Regions from separate parts of the Mus musculus genome. Here region 1 is linked to region 2. The links are chromatin contacts, called in public promoter capture Hi-C maps. All regions are on one chromosome and are shown on one strand. Each heading gives the region's core, a stretch centred on a gene start, on an enhancer-like site or on the middle of the called end of the contact. The rest is flanking DNA. Distances are from core to core; before and after follow the strand shown. Region 1 holds the start of L3mbtl3 (L3MBTL3 histone methyl-lysine binding protein). Region 2 holds the start of Mtrf1l (mitochondrial translational release factor 1-like).

Region 1 (7,214 bases), core at 4,276-6,775, about 21 Mb before region 2:
AACCAAAAACAGCAAAACAACAAAACAACAGCACAAAAAACCAACACACACACAAAAGAAACAAAACAAAACAAAACAAAATCACAGAATCATTCAGTTCATACTTAAAAGTAAGAGGTTTTAAAATCTTTGTTCACTTATACAATTTTTCTAGAAATACTCACTTTACCTCAAGACTGGTGACCAATTACACATATTACAGCATGAGGCCTTGGATTAGGAAAAGCAGTTTGTGGTTATAAAACTGATCCAATCTAACCGGCCCTGGGAAAATGGAATCCATGACTTTATCTCACTAGTGAAGGCTTTAGCCCAGGGAAGGAGCTCTCACTGTTACTATTCTGTTACCTGGAAGGTGGGTGACTCCTCACTCCTGACATAAATCACTGTCTGGGTTTTATCTCCTTTGTATGAAATGTGATGTATTCCTGTTACATAGGGAGGAGCAGAGGGGTATGGCCTTTAAAGAGGCTCAGAAAGGGTCTGTTTTCATTGTCAAACAGAGGAGAGAATGGAAGCCCCAAAGTGTGAATGGGCCTGCACAGGGTTTTCTGGCAGTTGTAGTACAAGCAGGAGAGAACACACATCTATTGGATGTCACTCTTGGGCATCTTTAAACTTGGGGAGATGGGGACAGGCTCATGGCTGAGGTCATCCATCTACCAAAGGCCTGTGTCCTAAAAGGCTAAGTGTTTAGGGACAGGGAGTGAACGGATCTAACTTGGAAGTTCATGGAGAGAGGCAAGTACAGTATGCAAACTCAGATGCTTTGAGGGACCTTCACTTGGGAGCTCTTGAGAAGCCTCAAAATGTCTTTGATGAGTGAGTGCTACAGTTTGTTTAAAATGTCTCCCACGTAAACATTGCTTGGACTTCAAGATATCGAGGAGTGTATATTTGAAGGGTAGGTACATTTGATATAAAACTACAAAGACAAATAAGGAACTATGGTAATCCCCTTGTTTGGGATGTCAGGGAGCAGTAGGCCTATCTGAAGAATGTGTTGGGTATTTACATCTTGTGGGGTGAGGCAGGGAGAAAGACACAAGGGAGAGAGAGAGAGTTAAGCGGTGTTGACCAGAATCATAAATCATTCACCAGCTAATGGTAGGTAGAAGGTGGAAGGCAGGTAAAGAAGTTTCTATTACCACGTTATTTCTTTGAGGAACAAGGGGTCCAATGTACTGATGGCAGTAACGATTTACAAAATTGTTATCTAGAGTTTAACAGCCTTTTTGTCTGTGATGGTGGTATTTAAGGAAAAAAAAATAAATTATTTTTATAGCAGATTTTAAAGTCCTTAATCTTACAGGACTTCAAGATCTTTAGTATCTCCATCTTGGGCCACGTTTTAGCAACACCTGGAGATGAAGTTTTCATAGTGAGTTCTGAAGCAGAGGTACATTGTCTGTATTGTATCAAACCTCGAGTCACGGCTATTTCTGACAGACCCTTGTCCAGGGCAGTTTCTATGCAAGGCATGCTCTTTAAACCCTTAGCATTATTAGGCCTTCTCTGATTGGCTGTCCTCTGTAGACTCTTCTGGGATAGTGGGTCAGTGCACATCCTGCATGTGCATCCTTACTGCTACCGAAAGTCCTCAGTTCTTCTTGCTACAGTGGTATTTACTACTTAACATAGTTGTTCCTAATGTTACATTTGGTCATCTCTTCCTTTCAGGTATCTTGCAGGAGGTAGTGGGTGAGCATGACAGCAAATACTTACTATCCCAGCACTTAGGAAGCTGAGTTGGAAGGACTGTTGTGAATCTCAGGCCAATCTTGGTTGCAGTATAAGATCCTATACCAAAAACCAAAGAGAAACAACCCAAAAAAAACATAATTTTTAAAATTATGAATTAATGTCTATGAAAACACAAACACAATAGAAATCTCACCTAAAATATCTAGTAAATGACTGAGAGATTTTTTTAGAAAGAAGAATTTGAAGTTAATTTTGATTTTCTTAGGGCAGGGTCTTAGGTTAAAACAAAACTCGTGGCCTCTCTTTCTTTCTCCTGTAGCCTGCCTTTGGACATTTCACATTTTGTTATTCAAGAGTTGGGGAGAAAAGGCCGGAAGCTGAAATTACTGTCTGCTAATGAAGTCGTCCTGGCACAACCCGGAAGCAGGTTAAACATAATGCGTGAAATCAGTCCTGAGGTGGTGGTCTGAGCTTATCTGAGCTCTCACTAACTGGACCTTCTCTGTTGCACACCCCTAAGCTGCTTGCTGCCCAATGCACGAAGCTTATTTTATGAACTCATCTAAACTGCACTGTGAGTTAGCACCTGAGTTCTGAAACACATGGCAAGTCACATGCCTCGATTTGGGGTTTGAGAGCTGGCCTCTACAGTAATGGAAGCAATAGATGGTCTGCTTCTCTGCGGCAATTTCACGGGCCTGAAGAGAGAATTTAAGAGTCTATTTTCTGAAACTAGTGCAAGGACCATTCCTTAAGTGAAAAAAAAATTTTAATCAAGAATAATCTTACATTTTGGAGGAAGGCTTTTTAATATGGAATTTCCATCTGTGATATATATTTAAGTCCTAGGCCTCAGGCAACAGTAGCAGGGAAAGGCCCCTGTACCCTTTATTAGATGCAAAGCAAACAGTCCAGGCTGGGGGCGGATCCTCCTTTACTTCCCCACTGCTTTCCCTTTCGAAGAAGTGCAGGGCTTGCGTTAGTGCTTTTTTCCTTTCACAGCAAACTCTCCTGTTGGCCTGAAGTATTTATCACAAGTTTAATTACTTTGAATTATCTTGTCTGCCCCCTCCCTCCCCTGAACCTTGTAGAAAAGAGGAACTGTAAACTCCCCCGAAGTCAGCTTGCAGTCCGTAAACAGAAAACTGCCAATATCAAATACAATAATGGCTTGATTCAGATTTGACGAACTGACAAAGGCAGGGTTTGCTATTTAAGCAGCTCAGCCATCTTGACTGAGTACATTAAGCGGGCAGTCCTCTCTTATTGCCTAGGCACTCTACCAGGGATTTCTAAGTTGAGGTAGAACTCCCAGCATCCCTTACAACAGAGGCCTAACCCACAGAAGCTGTCAATACAAATCTCATTTAGGATGCGGAAAGAACGCGCAAGTTTCAGACTTTATTATGCATTCTTCCAGTCCCGAAAAGGGCAAATGAAACTCTGTACAAGCGAAGAACTTTATTTCCCATTTTATTCTTGACCTGTGGCATGGATCTAGCCCCTGGTAGCAGTGGTGTAAGTCCAGGGCCCACTCTTTAATGGCTGAATGCACACGTTTAAGCAGCACATGGTGGATTCGCTGCTCTGCAAATTGCTGTAGAAAAAAAGTAAAGTGCAAAAGCAGACAAAGAAATCTATAACCTTCTCGGTCTTTCACATTTGTTTGGGCCGTTCTTTGAAGCAGCTCGGAGCAGCGACAAGGATCGCGGAGAGATGCACCTGAAGCAGTTGTGTGCGGGCGGCCGAGGCGGCCGAGCCGCTCAATCGCGGCTTTCCAGCGGCGAAGGCGCAGCAGCAGTCAGAGGGAAGGCAGTGCGAGCCTCCTCGGCAGCGGCGGCGGCGGCGGCACCGGCACCAGCGCAGTTTCCCCTCTCCCCAGCCCTGACTCTACGCGCACATGCGCACTGCGCCCGCAGCCCTGGACCATTTGTCAGGACTACTCGTGAGACGGAGAAAAAAAAAAGAGAGAAAATTTGGGGGTAAGGAGCGCTTGATCAGATCTAATCTCTAATTAATCTGCAGATCAGCCTGCGCCAGAGCCATTCATTGATTTTTTTCTGGGTGAGGATGAAAGTTCTGAGACCTAGAGAGGGAAGGAAGCGCACCCTCGTCTTGGGAAAGAGATCAGGGGAGGGGAAGGAAAGAAGGGGTTTCTCCCCCACTTCTCTGCGCCTCTGGGAAAGAGGAGAAAACTTAATCCCGGGGAAAAAAAGTGGGCAAGTGACTCGGAAGCGGCTGGAGGGGGAGTCTGTGGGCATCTCACTCTGAAGTAGTGAGTGCGAGTGCGAAAGAGGAACAAAAGAGCGAGAAAAGAGAAAGGAAAAAATGGGGGGAGGAGAGACTTGTATTTTTTCCTCCTTTGCGCGCACACGGGGAAGGGTGTGGGGGGCCGTGCGGAAGGGAGCGGGCCAAGGCGGCCGCGTTCGGCCGTCGCCCGCGCGCAGGCAGCGGGATGCGTGTGGGCCCCCTCCCCCCGCCCGGAGCTTGTCACTTTGGTCGCTTTTTTGACACCGGGTGCTGGGTGGCGGCGCTGGGGGGGGGGGGGGGAGCGCGGCACCGCGGGGCTGCGAGTCCGGGGCGGCGGTGGGGGGGAAACGCGGCGGAGCCGCAGCCTCCCCGGGGGCGCCGAGCGCGGTCGGCCTGAGCCTAAGGGGGGGAGGGGGCGGCTTCGGGAGGGGACCGCGGGCACGATCGGTGCGGCGGCGGGAGGACGCGAGCCCCGGCGCGCCGCCCCTGCGGCCCCCTCCGCCCGTGTGGCCTTTGTGCCGAGCGCGCACCGGGTGAGCGAGCGGGCGGGCGGGCGAGCGAGCGGGCGGGCGGGCGAGCGCGACAAGTCCAAGTACGGGAGACCGAGGCAGTGGGAAAAGAGGCCGGGCCACTTTGCTCGCCAGCCAGCTCGGCTGCGGAGAACCGACTGGTTGAATGTGGCAGAGGCGCGTCTCGCTGGCGCGGCCGTGTGTGTGTGTGTGTGTGTGTGTGTGTGTGTGTGTGTATGTGTGTGAGTGTGTATGTGTGTGTGTGTGTATGTGTGTGTGAGTGTGTGTCTCTGTGGCTGTGTGTGTCTGTGTATGTGTCGGTGAGTGTGTGTCGGTGTGAGTGTGAGCGCGCGCCGAGAGGCCTCCCTCCGCGACTCGCACCGCGCACACGCACCCGCACCCGCACGCACACCCGAGCCGCGGCGGGGCCGGCGGCCGAGAGTTTGCGTGTGTGCTCTCCCCGCTCGCCACCTCCCCGCTCCCCGCCGCCGACTGTGGGAGAATTTCCTAGAGATCGCCTCCAATTTCCGCCATTTTGGGAAAGTTGCACGGAAAAAAAAAAAGAAGAAGAAGAAGAAGAAAGAAATAAAGCCTCCGCTGGATTTTTTTTTTTTTTTTCCTCCTGCTGGAAGCAGGAAAGTGCTTTTAGGGAACGCGGCGGCGCGGGCTCGACACTGCCGTCCCCGCGGGGTGGAGGACGCGGGGCCGGGCCGGGCACCCGCACCGTCGCGGCGATCTTCTCCGCGCAGCGCCGCCGGTGCGGGCGCGGGCGTGCGAGCGAGGCGAGGCGAGGCGGTGGCGGGCTGCGGCGGGGGCCGTGGAGCCTGCAACTTGTTTACCGCCGCCCCGGGTGGCCGAGGCCGGCGGCCGGGGTCCGCCTCGCCACCCGTGCGTGCGCCGATCTGCGCTCATGGGCTACTGTCTGGTCCACGCTCGCGTCCTGGGCCCGGCGGGGCCGGCCTCGCGCAGCGGCGGCGGGGCGGGGGAAGTAGAGGCCGGCGGGGGTGGGGATCGGGAAGCGCAGGAGCGGAGGCATCCGCCGCGCGCCCCGCCAGCCAGCCAGCCGCCGGCCGGAGGAGGAGGCAAACTTGAGAGCGGCGGGGCCAGGGGCGCACTGGCGGAGGGAAAACTTTAATCGCCTTCTTGGGAGAATAGAAAAAGGGAAAAAGAGAAAAGGAAAAAAAAATCCAAAAGGCAAAAAAGTGCATGTGTGTGGGGGTTTCTAGGACCCGAACCTCACGATCGGATCTGATCCGATCACGGCCCACCGCGGGGCCGTGAGAGAAAGTTGACCAGCGTGGCGGCTTTCTTCGCGTCCGGCCGTGGTGTCTGTCTGTCCGTCCGCGCTCCGACCAAACGGGTGGGAGATCCAGCCGCACTGCCGGGTCGCGTGGGTCAGGGCTCTTGCCCCACCCTTCCACGGGGACACGAAGGTAAACTCGCTTTGGTTTTTCCTTCTCTGTCCTCCTGCAGCCACCGCCCAGCTTCCTTTTCCTCTCCTTTCCCCGCTGATTTATTTTTCTTCTTTTTTTTGTTTTTTTAGGGGGGGGGGACCCGAAAAACGGAGTCTCTTTCCTTATGCAACTTTCTCGGGCGCAGTTTGCTGGGCCCATCCCCCCCGCCTTCTGCATCCCTTGGCCCGCTCCTTTGCCACCTTGGGGCTACCGCCAAAAGCATGCATTTAAGATCATCCAAAGTGCCCAGGAACAAAAATAGATGTTAAAGAATTGTTCTAAGTTAAGGGAAACTGAGACGAGAAATAAGAAACCGGTTTGAGTGTGTGTGTGTGTGGGGGGGGGGGGGAGGTGCGTCGCCTGGGATGAGTGAGTTGAATTTTCATTTCAATTTTCGTAGGTGGTTGGTTATGATGCCTTTATTGGTGTGGGGAGCCCGGGAAGCTCTGTACTGGCTACCTCGGTTGCGTGGATTTTTGCGCAAGTTTTTAGAAAAACACTGACTCGAGTAGAGAGCCGGAAAGTTTCAAGTGCAGCAAAATAGTGAGCCTGCAAAACTGGCCAAGGGGGGACCTCTAGTGGTTAAACGCATCTTAAGTTCGAGAGACAAGACCAAAGTTTGGCCTTTACTTGTAGCTACATGCAGTCCGTTTAGACGTGGAAGTAATTAGAAGACCTGAGTTGCAGCCAGATGTGAGAAAGGATGCTAGTCCGAAATAGAAGTTTTGTAAATCAGAGAACAATGACGTCTAAGCTTGCGGACCCTGTGATTTCCATCCTTTCTTGCATACAGTAAGAAAACCAAAGCTTTTTATTCTGAGATTTGAGATTGACACTCCCTAGATAAGAAAGTTTGTCTTCTGTTTACCATCATCTGTACCTCCGTTTTTTTTTTTTTTTATTTCCCCTCTTACGACTCATAGCAGGTAGCTTAATTCGGAATGTTAAGGAAAAGTCAAAATGAAACCTGTGCTTAGCACTTTGCAAAAAACTGAAAAAAAAACAAACCTGAAATTAGCTTTTATATGAACTGATCATTTTGTATGTGTCTCTGATGCATATAATCTCAGGCTAACAAATTATTCAACAATTTACGTATAAACTTACATAATATATACTCATAAAATACATAGTATCTTCTCGTAACGGTGTAATTTTGATTCACTGAGTAAAAACATTTATTTCAGTATACTTTGTATAATTTACGATTTAAACCACTTTATATATGCATGGGTTACATAACTATTTCCCAGTGTGTATTCTGTATTTAAAAAAAAAACATTGAATTTTAAGGATA
Region 2 (6,706 bases), core at 1,955-4,454:
TTCTTTCTATCATAAATATTTGTTTTTATTTTATGTGATTGAGTGCTTTGTCTGCATGTATGTATGTGACCACATGTGTGCAGCACTTGAGGCCAGAAGAGTCCTCTGGAATTGGAGCAACAGATGGTCTTAAGCCTCCATATGGGTTCTGGGTACTGAATCAGGGTCTTCGGTTCTCTTAACTGTTGAGCCACCTGTCCAGCCCCGAATAGCCAACCTTATTACATGATATCTACTTGCCACTAGGGTAAGTACTCTTGCTTTGGGCTCCTCCTTCCTATTGCTGTTGCTGTTCGCCCTGTCACCTGATTTAAGCATTGCCTGTTGGGTACAGCCTCTGCTGCCAAGTGATCCACATGCAAAGGTGTCTTAGAGGGAACTAGACCCTGCATTTACATTGAGCAAGAAAAACAACCAACCCCACCCCCCATAAAAACAACTCTGGCCAATTTCTTAGCATGAATACTAGGCTCCATTAAAGGATTACTAATAAATACTATAAAGAAAATGCAATGGATTAAGAAGTGAAATAAGTCCGAAGCAGTGTTAGCTTGGCTATCTACCTAATAAAAGTGCAACTGTTCTCTCTTCCCTGAAGCACCCTGCATACTTATCTAGTTCCTGCACACATGCTGGATTTGAAGATTTTAGCAAGAGGTTATTTATTACTCGTGTTTAATGCCTTCCTATATACCATCCCCTGAGCAATGTATACAATGCTGAAGTATAGAAAATTTGATGTTGTTCCTCAAGCTTTAACCCGTTTGTCATAGTGTTTCTTGTGTGTGTTTTTAAAGAGTTTGCAAAATACTAAAAAAAAGTATTTTAATGAATTTGATTCTGTGAAATACATCATTTTGAACATGTATAATTTCTTACTTTCATGCTCATTCTATTTAGTGATCTATTTCCATATTTTGTATTCTATCAATATATTTATTAGTGGACCACAAAAAGGTTCCGAGTACATGAATATAAGAGTAGCCCTGCTTGGCTATTTTATAATACCAAAATACCTGTGGGTACTCATAGTTGAATAGATACTCCAGATTCTTTTCCTTGCAGCTCAAGTTTGTCTGGGTTTTTCTTCCATTGAACAGATTTCATCATTTCCCTATGTACAATAGTAGACTTCCTGAAAGTGCTACAGTTTTTACCATGTAATAGACTTGAGCATGACAATACTGTAAGAAAATACAGAAGTCTCTAAATATGTCTGAGTTTTCAAAGGAAATCAAATAATAGGTGTTTTCATTTGACTATATTGTGGCATTTATGGGTATTACTGTAAAATGCATATGCATTACCTGATTTTCTTAACATGTTTTGAACTAATAAAGAATTCTCCCATGTATCCTTAGACAAGTTATTGTTTGCTTATTGGTGTAATGCTTATCTGAGTATAACAACTTCTGGGTGGAGTCTTCACATTGTTATGTAACATTAGAGTACCTTTTTATAAGAAATAAAATATGTTCTTGAAATTGCTGGTGTCTTAAAAGTGCAGTGGAGGGATTTCTCACACTAAAATCAAAGTACCTCACCATTTATTTCAAAATGAGTTTAGGGTTAGAAATAACTTTTCCTGGTAGAGATAGAAAACACACCACAATTCTTTTCTATACTCGGGTCAGAATCAAAACAAAACGGGTCTCAACCTCTATCTTATAGCTAAACATTTGCATATCGTGTCACCTGGGTGCCAAAAGGGAAGGGACATTTGAGGCGCTGGAGCTCCTTGCTATCACTTGAAGAGCCGCTTCATTTCTTCATGCCAGTGCCCTTGTATGTGATGCTAAGGATTGATTAGATAGGATGCAAAATTCATTTTATATAATCTTGAAATTAGTAATTTTGATTAGTGTTAATGGTAAGAGTACCCATTTGATTCTAAACAGAGAACAGTTTGATCAGCAGTGAACCACCATGGTCCAAAAAACAGCTAGTAATCCAGTAGAATTCGCAAGTAGACTAAGCTTCAAATTCTGCATCCTCAGGAGTGGCTTGTCTGGTTTATTCACATCCTGTTACCCACTTCTCTGGTAGGCAGTGGTTAAGTCTTTTGAATTGCAAATACATAAGTTAGTAGTCAGGAGGGTGGATGTCCACTAGAGGGAGGCCTTTGATTTTTCTCTCTTTCTTTTTTTAATTGCAGGGCTGCAGACAGCCTTGAGCAAGGTAAGCAAGTACTCCCCGAGAGTTACAACTTCAGAGCAGAATGAGGAAAGTTTTAAAATGCTTCATTGTGTTGTAGTTTGTTAGTTTTAACTTGGATATGGAGGAGGAGGGAGCAACAGCAAGAAAGTGAGAGAGCAATGGAGAGTCGGATTGAGTGAATCAGAATGTGAGGCAGGAAACGGAGAAACCTAGTGCTTGGTGTGGTGGGTGACGATAGGAAAACAGATTTTGTAGCGTCCCTGGGAGGTTTAGTAGGATATGCCTGTCCTTGAAAGGAACCTATGTCAGATGACCACCCTATAATTAAGCCTTAGAGACTGGAGATAGATGACTTCTGTGGCTGTGGACTCTGTGCCTGCTGGTCGCTTGACTATCCTTAAGTCTCACAGCCTTGAGAAGCAAACCTTCACCTTCAGACTGCAGACACCTGCTGTTCACTCCAGCCTGGCTCGCTGGGGAACAGGTCTTGGGGAGCAGCCAAACTCGGCCTGAGGGCGGAGTCGAGGCTTCAGAGTTGGTCTGGAGGTGAGGCTTCTGAGTTCAGCCTGTAGGCGGAACTAGGTGGAGCTCCACCCTGAGAGACGAGGCGGAGGAAGCGCTTCCTCCAGGAGCCGACCCGAGAAGGCGGGACTGAGGCGTTAAAGCTCCTTCCCTAGAGAACAGGGCTGAGGAGGCGGAGCCGCGCTTTTGGAGTTTCCTTTGGAGGGCGGGGCCGAGGAAGCGGAGCTGAGGCATTGGAGCTCTTCCCTAGAGGCCGGTCTGAGGAGGTGAAGTTCTGTCTCAAGGCGGGGCTGAGGCATTGGAGGCACTCGCTATCTCAAGGTCACGCCTAGGCAGCAGAGCTCGCCCACTAGAAGTGGGAGTCAGGCGTGGGTGGTTTCCACGCCCCCGTGGAGGCGGGGCTGAGACGGTGGAGCTCCGCCCTGAGGGGGGCGGGCTGAGGCCCCAGACCTGTCCCATTTGGAGGAGGAGCTGAGAATCCGGAGCCCCTCCCCTGGGGTAGGGCGGAGACTTCGGCGCTCGGGTTGGAGGCGGGGCAAACGCGTCCAGACCTCCCTGCCCGCTTGCCTTTTGACTTTAGAGGACCTCCAGGCTGTACTACGCTTTGCCGGAAGTTCTCGTAACATTTCCGGCAGAACATTTCTGGATCGGAGACCTTCCTAGAGTGTTTGTATATTTTCTGCTAGGTGGGCGGCCCAGCCAGGATGCGGAGCGGGTTTCTGAGCGGTGCCCGGCGCCTGTGGGCCCGCCGCGCCTTCAGCCGCACGCCGCCGCCTTCCGAGGAGCTCCTCGCCCGCGGCGGGCCCCTGCGGGCCTTCCTGGAGCGCCGCGTGGGCTCGGAGGCCGGTGGTCTGGACGCTGGGTACCCCCAGCTGGCCGCGGCCGCCCGACTGCTGAGCGAGAAGGAGCGGGAGCTGCGGGACACGGAGTCATTGCTGCACGGTAAGCCACCCGCTCTAGTGGGTTCGGAAGCCATCTGCGTTCCAGATCTTGTCACTAGGGTTCTGACAATCCTCCATTGGGCTCTCTAGAGCAGTCCCTGGACAAGGTGCTCTGCCAAGTTAGTCCTCTGAAGTCACTAAGGTTCTCGGTTGCTTCCTCTCCCCTCCTGGTGTAAGACCCCCGAAGCTAGGCCTCCGCTCAAGTCCCGGGATGAGCTGGCCAGCACCCCAGTGACCCGAGAGAAAACCACACCTGATGCAAACTGCAAGAGGTTTTATTATCAGCTAGCTGAGGACGGTGCCGGGCAGGGGAGTTCGACCCCAAGCAGTGGCAGTAGGGGGCTTTTAACAGCTAGCTGAGGAATTGGGAGGAGTTGGGAGGAGAGTTGGGAAGAGTTGGGAGGAGTTGGGAAGAGAGTTCTTCTCTTTTCTGTGTCCTTGGTGAAATTTACAAGGCAGGAGTGGGTAGTGAGTTCTTTCTGAATTTTTATCTCCGTGTCCTCAGCACAGGAAGGCAGGCATCTCTGGTTGTAAAGTATAGAAACAAAAAGGCTTTTTGCTGGCTATAGAGAACAAAGAGCTTCTTTCTGGCTGTATTTTTAGAGATCAGGGAAAGCAAGCTTGGGGAACGTCCAGGGGCTTTCTTTACCTTCCAGGGAGAAATGCTCTGTAAGTTGGGGTCTCACACTGGCAGCTCAGCTGCACAGGAAAGACTCGCTAGTCCCAGCAGAGGAACTAAAGCCGCAGGTGAGTGTATGGCATTGGCACACTGCAGTGCAAGAGGAGCGATGCACTGTATGGTTAGAACTCGAGACCTGGAAATTCATGTTTCCCTCGAGATTCCAAAGTGTCTGCGTTCCTAAAGCCTCCAGAGACGTCTGCCGAGTAGAACACACTTGGGAACTTAAGGCTTGATTCAGAGACCCTGCCTCGAAGAAAGTGGGAAGAGGGATTGAGGTTGGTTACTGAGATCAACCTCTTGGCTCCACGTTCACGAGTGCTCACACATCTGCAAGCTTGAGTACTCTCATATGCACGAAAATGGAAACAGATAAGGAGTAAGGACTTTTAATTTCAATATAAAAAGCAGTGCTGAAAAGCAGAAAGTAGCTTTACAATGGATCGCTAAAGTCAAGGAAGAGGTGGTTAGGTGGGATCGGAGAAAGGGCTAGGAGGCAGAAGTGACCAACATGGATGAAGGTACAGCTTGAGAAGTCCTGTATGGTGGAAGTGTAGAATAGGTATGGGAGATGGTGACAGAAGAGAAACATTGTGTTAGCAAGGAAAACATTCCGAGGTTTAGTCCATTCTCCTCAAGGGGAGAAGCGAAGCATGGCAGCATGCATCAGACTCAGTGCTGGAGACGGAGCTGATTCACAGGCAGCAGAAGGAGACTGAGTGTCACATGGGCATAGTTTTAGTATCTGAGACCTCAAAGCCCACCACCCCCACCGAGACCTACTTCTTCCAAGGCCACACCTCCCAAAAGTTCCACTTACTATGGACCAAGCATACACACACACACACACACACACACACACACACACACACACACGTCTATAGGAGTCATTCCTATTCAAACCACGGCAACCTGATAGACGAAGGATTAGCATTGTTTCTATAGACCTAGGGCATTAGTTAAGAGAAAGCTCACTGTTGACATAGAAGAAAGCTCTTGTGCCTGCATGGTCAGAGAGATCAGAGTAGGTACTTACAGATGGAACTATGTAGAGACAGTAACAAGGCAGGAGTACATAGTGCAGTATATCTGGGGGAAGGGGAGAAGAGAACCATGAGTTCCAGAAAGAACTGGCAGACCCGTGGGAATAGGGCTGAATTACCTAAATGAACCTGTAGAAACCAGTTGCAAGAAACAAGAGTGCGCCAATACTTAGAAAGGCTAAGCTCACTCTTTCAGTTTATACTGGAAAACGTATTTAAATTTGGCAATTTTACCAATGAGAATTTTAACTAGAAGTCTGATTATTGTAATCTGGAAATCTAAACATAACTTCTAGTTATCAAGTTAGTGTTTTATTTGGGGTGGAGAATTGATGACAACAGCCATTACCTAAAGAATCAGAGAGAACAGAACCCTCTGGAGCAGGGCAGCCATTGAGCTTAGAGCTGTAAAATGTTGCTCAAAGAGAGGTCCTGTGTGCATGCACACTGTCCCACCTCCCATTGACGTGAGGTTTAATAGATAAGCACACACATTTAAGCTCTGTGTACATTTGATGTTTCAGAGCAAAAACAGCATGCAATCACCTTCTATCCTAGGCTGCAAATGTCCATAGAGAAAAAACGAGAAAGGGAAAACTCAAAGATAAAATAATCATAAAACCAGAGCACTGACTAGAACAGCAACCACATGGTGGCTCCCAACCGTCTGTAATGGAATCCGATGCCCTCTTCTGGTGTGTCTGAAGACAGCTACAGTGTATTTATATAAAATTAGTAAACCTTTAAAAAAAAGAGAGAGGTGAAAGGAATATTTATGTAAGCATTGGGCAGACTCCAGTGAATGTTTTGGATTGGATACTTTATCCTAAGGAAACATTCACTAAGACTAACCTTCAACTGTAGGTTTCAATTTTGCTTAACCGTGTAAACCGTCTGTGCCCCTGCCTGGGCATTGTAACTAGATAACTAGTTAACTGCATCCATTTGCTGATGTAAAACCTAACTTGGTAAACTGTCTGTTTCCTGGGGCTGGGGAGACAGTGCAACTGTGAAGAGCACTCTTGGAGAGGACCCAGGTTTTCTGCCCAGCACCCAGGTAGCAGCTCACAACTGTAACTCAGTCATAGGTGATCCAGCACCCCATTCTGGCTTCTGAGGGCATAAATACATGTGCTACACACTTATACATGCAGGTAAATACCCATACATAGCAAGTACAACCAGTAAACATTTTTGAAATCTAATTTTATACTTAGGAGTACTTTCCCTGCGTGTATGCACAGCATACATGCCTGGTGCTGATGCCCTAAAAGTAAGAGGGTGTCAGAACCGCTGGGACCCGCATTATATGATCGTGAACCACATGTGAGTGCTGGCCACTGAACCTAGGCTCTCTGCAAGAG

The links. Promoter capture Hi-C pulls out the DNA fragments that hold promoters and counts their contacts.
Region 1: a promoter capture Hi-C map of pre-B cells shows a contact between it and region 2. The contact joins the promoter of L3mbtl3 here to the promoter of Mtrf1l in region 2. A contact is called at or near these places in 1 of 39 promoter capture datasets (pre-B cells) and 1 of 484 Hi-C or Micro-C datasets (CD4 T cells).

What each region holds. Positions count from the first base shown.
Region 1 is chr10:26,372,383-26,379,596 of GRCm38.p6, reverse strand. L3mbtl3 (L3MBTL3 histone methyl-lysine binding protein) reads left to right here and starts at 5,525. Exons shown (of 22, transcript NM_001359254.1): 1 at 5,525-5,896.
Region 2 is chr10:5,820,441-5,827,146 of GRCm38.p6, reverse strand. It overlaps Mtrf1l (mitochondrial translational release factor 1-like), which reads left to right and starts at 3,204. Exons shown (of 7, transcript NM_175374.3): 1 at 3,204-3,621. The coding sequence starts at 3,384. It overlaps Rgs17 (regulator of G-protein signaling 17), which reads left to right. Exons shown (of 5, transcript NM_019958.4): 5 at 1-1,484.